Linked DNA regions of Mus musculus: region 2 is linked to region 1. A link is a contact called in public HiChIP or PLAC-seq data. All regions are on one chromosome and are shown on one strand. The core of a region is the stretch at or near the end of the contact, and the rest is flanking DNA. Distances in the headings are between cores, read along the strand shown.

Region 1 (2,890 bases), core at 106-2,605:
CCTGGTTTCCCTTCAGAAAACCTCCTATCCCCTCCCCCTGCCCTGCTCAGCAACCCACCCACTCTCACTTCCTAGCCCTGGCATTCTCCTATACTGGGGCATAGAACCTTCACAGGACCAAGGACCTCTCCTCCCATTGATGACCAACTAGGCCAGAGGATGCTGTGTCTTTTTGTTGGTCCTTGAGGTGGGAGGCAGAGGGGCCAGGTTTGAGTGATTTCCTTTTTTAAAAAGTTTTTCAGATGATAATGTGCAACCAGTATTAAAAGTCTCTGGCATAGACCTTTCAAGTTTATTAAGACAGGTTTGACTGAGTTCAAATAGTTCATTCAATTTCACATACCTCCGTTTCACTGCAGAATGCCCCATAGTCTATTCCTGTTATCTATTTAAAATTGCAATATTATTATTACTTTTATTCCCTTCTCAAAGGACTGCATCCACTCTGGCACATCATGTGATTGCCCGCTTTCCAAGGTGCAAACTCATGAATATTCTTAATTAGAACTGTGGTTTCCTGATCTTTCCAATCCAGCTAAGATGGGACTTAATTACAGCAAGGGACCAGGAACATCTGGCAGGTCTAACAACCATGATCTGTGCTTCTGCATGTGCCCTGTGAGTTGCCAGCAAAGCCGTACATTACTGTGATTGCTGATGCTCAGTGGAGATGTAGAGGAAGAAGGAAGCAGAGCCAGCAATAACCTCTCAATTAAGTTTTCCGAAAAATGCAGATGATTAACTGGCTACAGGCAGAGTTTACTCTTCAATCAAAAACAGGAGCAACAACATAAACCAGGCACACCTGCCATCCCAATGACTTAGGGATAGTGAAAAGAAACATTCCATCTTTTTACATTAGCAGGCTGTCCAATGTTTGGCAGCTCCTTTCCATGTGATTCTAGTTTCCTTCCTTCATTAGTATGAGGCTCAAAATAAGTTCTATTCAATTTCATATTATCGACTTGATTTATGTCAAAACACTGTATGTGGTATGACCCAGGCCGTGATTATCTTCAGGGAACCATGACTAGATATTTAAAACATAGTCTTTGAAAACTGATTATTATTTTTTTGGAGGGGGAATTTCACCTTATTTTTAATATGTTAATATTTATCGTTTTAAATTTAATTTCATAATTGAAAACTTTGTGTAGGGCTTTTGGTAAACAACATTGGGGATTTTATCTAGAAAATGTACAGTATGGTAAACAGAAGAACCAATCTTCTGGTGATGTCTAGAAATCAGTGGAAGAGAAGACAGAGTTCCTTCATAATTACAGCACTGAGCAGCCTGTGATAATGGATGAAATGAGCTTAAAGTAAACAGACTTTGAACTTGTCAGGGAGAAGGCAAGAACGCCAATGGGGCTTTCTTACTTTATAAGCAAAAACTGGGAAATCAGGAGTTTCGGGTGACTCATGACAAACAATGATGTAAGAAAGAGTCACTTTTGGGGGCAGAGGGCATTATCACATTTAATTCTTAACCCTGGGAGATTATTTTCAATGTACAGATAAACAGCCACAATTCAAAAGTGCAAAGCTGTTTCTCAGAGATCTCTGAGCAGCAACTGACTTAGCAATCAGTTGATGGAAGGGTGACCAGTACAGCTCAGCTCATCTGTTAGAAGGCTGGGAAGATGCAGCCAGATTGTAGTCTAATCAAGGCAAGATCGCACAATGGGACTGCCAGGTAAGTAAGTTCAAAATTAGCTCCATATTCGTGTCAGCCATTTATGACTTATACATCATCCAGTGCACATCTGCCTGAGAGCTGGGACACCACACCTTAGTCCTAAAAGCACCCCCTCCTTTAAGCTTTCTTACACTTCTGTCCTCTCATTCCCTGTGGGCCCACACATCCATTGTTCCTTTGTTTTTTCTACTCTCTTCTCTTCCAGTTCAGAGAATGAGCTCTTGGAGAGTCTCTTCCATCCATACTGATGGGGGGATCCTTGAGTCTTCTCCCTCTACACTTTGACATATGTCTCCTAAACAGATGCCAGGTCTTCTACTAGGAGAGGTGCATCAGGCCCCAGAGAGGCTGTAGGCTAGTGCTCGGTGTAGTATGCTCCAATCAGAACTAAGAGCCTGTAGACCAATGCTCTGTGCAGCATGCATCAATCAGAACTTTGCCAGGTGTTGACAGTAAGGAAGGACGAGTAAAGAGAGAGGAAGTCAAAATAAAGACAACAGGAAGAGCAGCCTCCCCTCTATCTATCCCTTCCTTCTTTCCTTCCTTCCATCCTCTTTCCTTTCTTGTTTGTGTTTCAAGATGTTTTTTTGTTTTGTTGTTGAGATATGGTCTCATTCTTTAGCCCAGGCTATCCCTGAACTCACAGCATTTTTCCAGATCACTTTGCACCTTGAAAATATCTTACAGAAATTATATATATATATATATATATATATCTTTTTCTCTCTTCCTGGTCAATAAGCTTTGGTTCCAGCTTGGCTTTGAACACAGGTATATAATGGAATGTCTGCAGGTGGCTTCAGGAAGACTTTTCCTGGCTTGCTCTACATTTTAATCAGAAAAGTTTTTCCTTGCCAGCAGATTTTCCTTAAAAGTCGTATTTTAGTTTTTAGGCCCTTAAACCTTTGTTTTCACATGGCTCACTCTGTGACAGGGCAGATTAGTAAGAGCCTGGATTGTCTCTGATCCACCAACCAGCAGAGATCACTGAGAGAGCAGGAGAGGCGGGAGGCGGGTCATTTGTCTTTCCAGTGGGCATGCACAAACGATCCTCTCCCCACATGTGCTCTGAAGAACCCTCTTCTTTCCCTTCAGGTGTTTGACCCTCTATTGAATAGAGGAGTTGATCAAAGTTGAAGCTGTAGCAAGACTGATGGAAAACCTCTATTTCTCAGGAAATCAAATCTTTAG
Region 2 (2,982 bases), core at 330-2,829, 750 kb before region 1:
AACTGCGGAACACATCTCCATTAGTTACTTGACGGGAGAACAGCACTTGGGAGTTTTAGATCATGCTCAGCCTTACTCAAAAAAGTGCTAAAAAGAATTCAGTAAAATTGAGTGTTTAGATGTGTTGTATGAATTACAGTTTTCTGTTGCTAAGCATTACAAGCTTGTGATCATTCAATGTAATCTTTGCTCATTTGACAAAATAACATCAAGTCCAAGAAAATGAGGGTAAACAAATACTAGCTTGGGGAGGGGTGTCCCAGGCCCAAAAAAGAGACTTTACAGAGTTTTTAAAAGCATGTTTATGTGACTGCACATAAATGTCTGTGTAAAAAGGGCATTATGACAGTTGATACCACAAAGATTACAGTAAGAAAAGCACTTTAAGACAATATTTCACAAATTCACAAGGATCACTTTAATATACAAAGTAACTGCTACCATTCTGAACACAAAGCAGCCAGTATGTACATAGTGTTAATAAAATGCATGGTGTCTTGGTACTTTTATTCTTTACACATAAAGCACAAAAAGATTTAGGTAAAAAATTTAAACAGGGACGTTTCTAGATTGTAGGGAAGGTTATTAGAAATGTATTCCCCTTCTCATAGTTATTAGTACTCTACTCCAATAGGAACATCAGAGTTAAAGCTGATACCCTGTTTTGTGCTGACAGTTCTGGGGAGGTATTCTCTACTCCAGTACTCAAGGAAAAACCAAACAGCCAAATACCATTCTAGGACTTCCCTGGTTATTTTGTTTTTCAAAAGTCTCAAGTGACATGTCTAGGTTCCACTGGGGCATTATAACCGATGTGTACAGATCAGCTCAAGACAGCTTTACACAGAAAACTGCTAACTAGCACACTTCTTCACCATCCTAATAAATCTACACACACAGAAAAATGTTCACAAAATTTCCCACTTTTAATATAAATAATTTTATTACATACACATTGAAGTGGCACCTGGGTAAAAATACGTCTATAAAGCACTTACCAATTCAATTTTAAAAAACATAAGAAAATAAAACTTCCCAAATATAATAAATCATTTCATGTGGCCAACATAGATTATGATCTGCAGTGATCTTTCTTCCCTACTGATTTTTTCAACATCTCGGACTTACTCTTATCTTTTGAGATGCCCTTAGAAGCTTAGAAATGCTATACTACTATGGACAAGTAGTAAATCATGCCTGCAAAAGTAGGAGTTTCCTACTTTTTGACCCTTCTTCCTTTTTCTTGCTGGTAACAATGTAACATTTCCCCAGCTGGGACCCACCCCACTGCAGCAGTGGGACAGGCCAGCTCATCCTCAGCTCTGCTGCTTTCATACTGTCAACTCGCTTCCCAAACTTTGCTCTCTTATTTTTTTTTTAATTTTTCTTTTTTTTAAAAAATAAATTTCAAGCTAAAACACCTGAAATATAATTCCTCCATTCAAATGTTATCTGGTCCTTGTTAAAGTCTGTCTGCCCCTGAGGACACACACAAAGGCTTAAAACTACATTCACTAATCAGTAAGCATACCATGAGCAGATGAGTCAGCCGGAACTTCAGCACCCTGTTTGATTTGTTTGAAATTCTTCCATACTGACTCAACTTCATGATACCTTCAACCCCTCAAGGATTATATGCCTCTCTTGGCCATTGATTCTAGAAAGTCAAGGAAACCAGTTCCTAGTACATAACAGTGACTGTTAACTTAAAAAGTCAACATTAACATTGAAAGTAATCAAGACACACACAAGCCACCCAAAACTCTAGTTGTGCTTTGTACATCTCAGTGAACACGTTTATTCTAGAATGAGTCACCTACAGGCCTAACAAAGCATACTGTACTCCCCCGCAGTCAGAAACCAGTTACGTTTAGGCAGCATTTCTCGGAAGTTAACAAAGCCAAATTAAAATGATTTAGTAACATCGATTACATGGTTTCCCATGATGACAACAAATTAATTGCTTTAACAAGGTTTGTAATCTTCTGAAAAAAAACTTTTGGCATGCTCTACATAGAACTAAAGTTGGAGGATGAAATTTAAAATTATAAGTACTTATTTTTCCTTCACTATTAGTCAAACCTAATTCCCAGATATTTAGCTTTTATAACATGCTTAAGGCTAGCTATGATACTGTGATCAATGAAACGCTTCCATTAAGGAGTCATGATTTGAAGGAGGAAGACAAAAGGGTCAGCTGAGAACTCATTGATAAGGAATTTCCCAAGTTGCTGATACCCAAACTGGGTCCTTAAAAAAAAGTGCAAGTTACAGCAAACCTTTACAAAGAACTACTGTAAATACAACCTCAAGTCAACATACAGCCTGTGTACTGGGCCCCGGGATGCTGTGCCAATCCAGAGTTTCAGTGTTACAAAGGCAGAACAAAAGCCTCTGGAAGGAACTGAAAATGAAGCAGCTATTGGTAGAGAAACCGATTTGTGTTACTAGCTGACGAGTCAACAGAGAACCAAAGCTTCCTAAACAGGAAAGGCAACATTTTGACTGAAGTCACTTCAAGTACGTAAAAGCATTCCGGGTTATATAAATGTTTGTTTCTAAGCCCCAATATTTGTATGATTCCATGTCACCCTAAATGGTCGAAAATAGTAGGGAGGAGTCCTGAGAGGCAGAGACCGGCTTCAGCCAAGAGGGCTTCTGGCTGGACAGCCTGCCTGACTGGTTTGTGCTTTAGACAGTAGCACTGCTTGCTGGCCTACCATCAAAACACATCTTGACAAAAATCCCTGTTCAAATGAAACATGAAAAGTCTTTGCCCAAAATGATTCTTGAAACAATTCTCTTAAAACCTTTTTTCAAAATGTTCTTACCAATTTTATAGCTGCCAGAAACAAAGCAGGGGGAAAAGAGCTTGGGGTTTAGGAGTTTTTAAGTGACTGGTAACATACTCAAAAGCATCAAGCCAAACAAAACAAAAACCTAATAAAAAACTGGAAGAAAAGAGAAAACCCAGTTGTGAGT

The links. HiChIP or PLAC-seq counts read pairs in DNA pulled down with a chosen protein or histone mark.
Region 2: a contact with region 1 is called in an HNF4G HiChIP or PLAC-seq map of pancreatic cancer cells. The contact joins two enhancer-like sites. A contact is called at or near these places in 2 of 39 promoter capture datasets (the 3T3-L1 cell line and embryonic stem cells) and 1 of 115 datasets of contacts at active chromatin or transcription factors (pancreatic cancer cells).

Annotation. Positions count from the first base shown.
Region 1 is chr1:63,848,871-63,851,760 of GRCm38.p6, reverse strand. No RefSeq gene overlaps it. Among named protein-coding and RNA genes, the nearest start is that of 4933402D24Rik, 81 kb to the right of the region's middle. Within about 2 kb of position 1,355, at least 12 of the 459 cell types and tissues checked have an H3K27ac peak or open chromatin away from gene starts, as enhancers often do. A contact at or near this core is called in pancreatic cancer cells, where this site is marked.
Region 2 is chr1:64,600,273-64,603,254 of GRCm38.p6, reverse strand. It overlaps Creb1 (cAMP responsive element binding protein 1), which reads right to left. Exons shown (of 9, transcript NM_009952.2): 9 at 1-2,982. Among named protein-coding and RNA genes, the nearest start is that of Mettl21a, 16 kb to the left of the region's middle. Within about 2 kb of position 1,579, at least 86 of the 459 cell types and tissues checked have an H3K27ac peak or open chromatin away from gene starts, as enhancers often do. A contact at or near this core is called in pancreatic cancer cells, where this site is marked.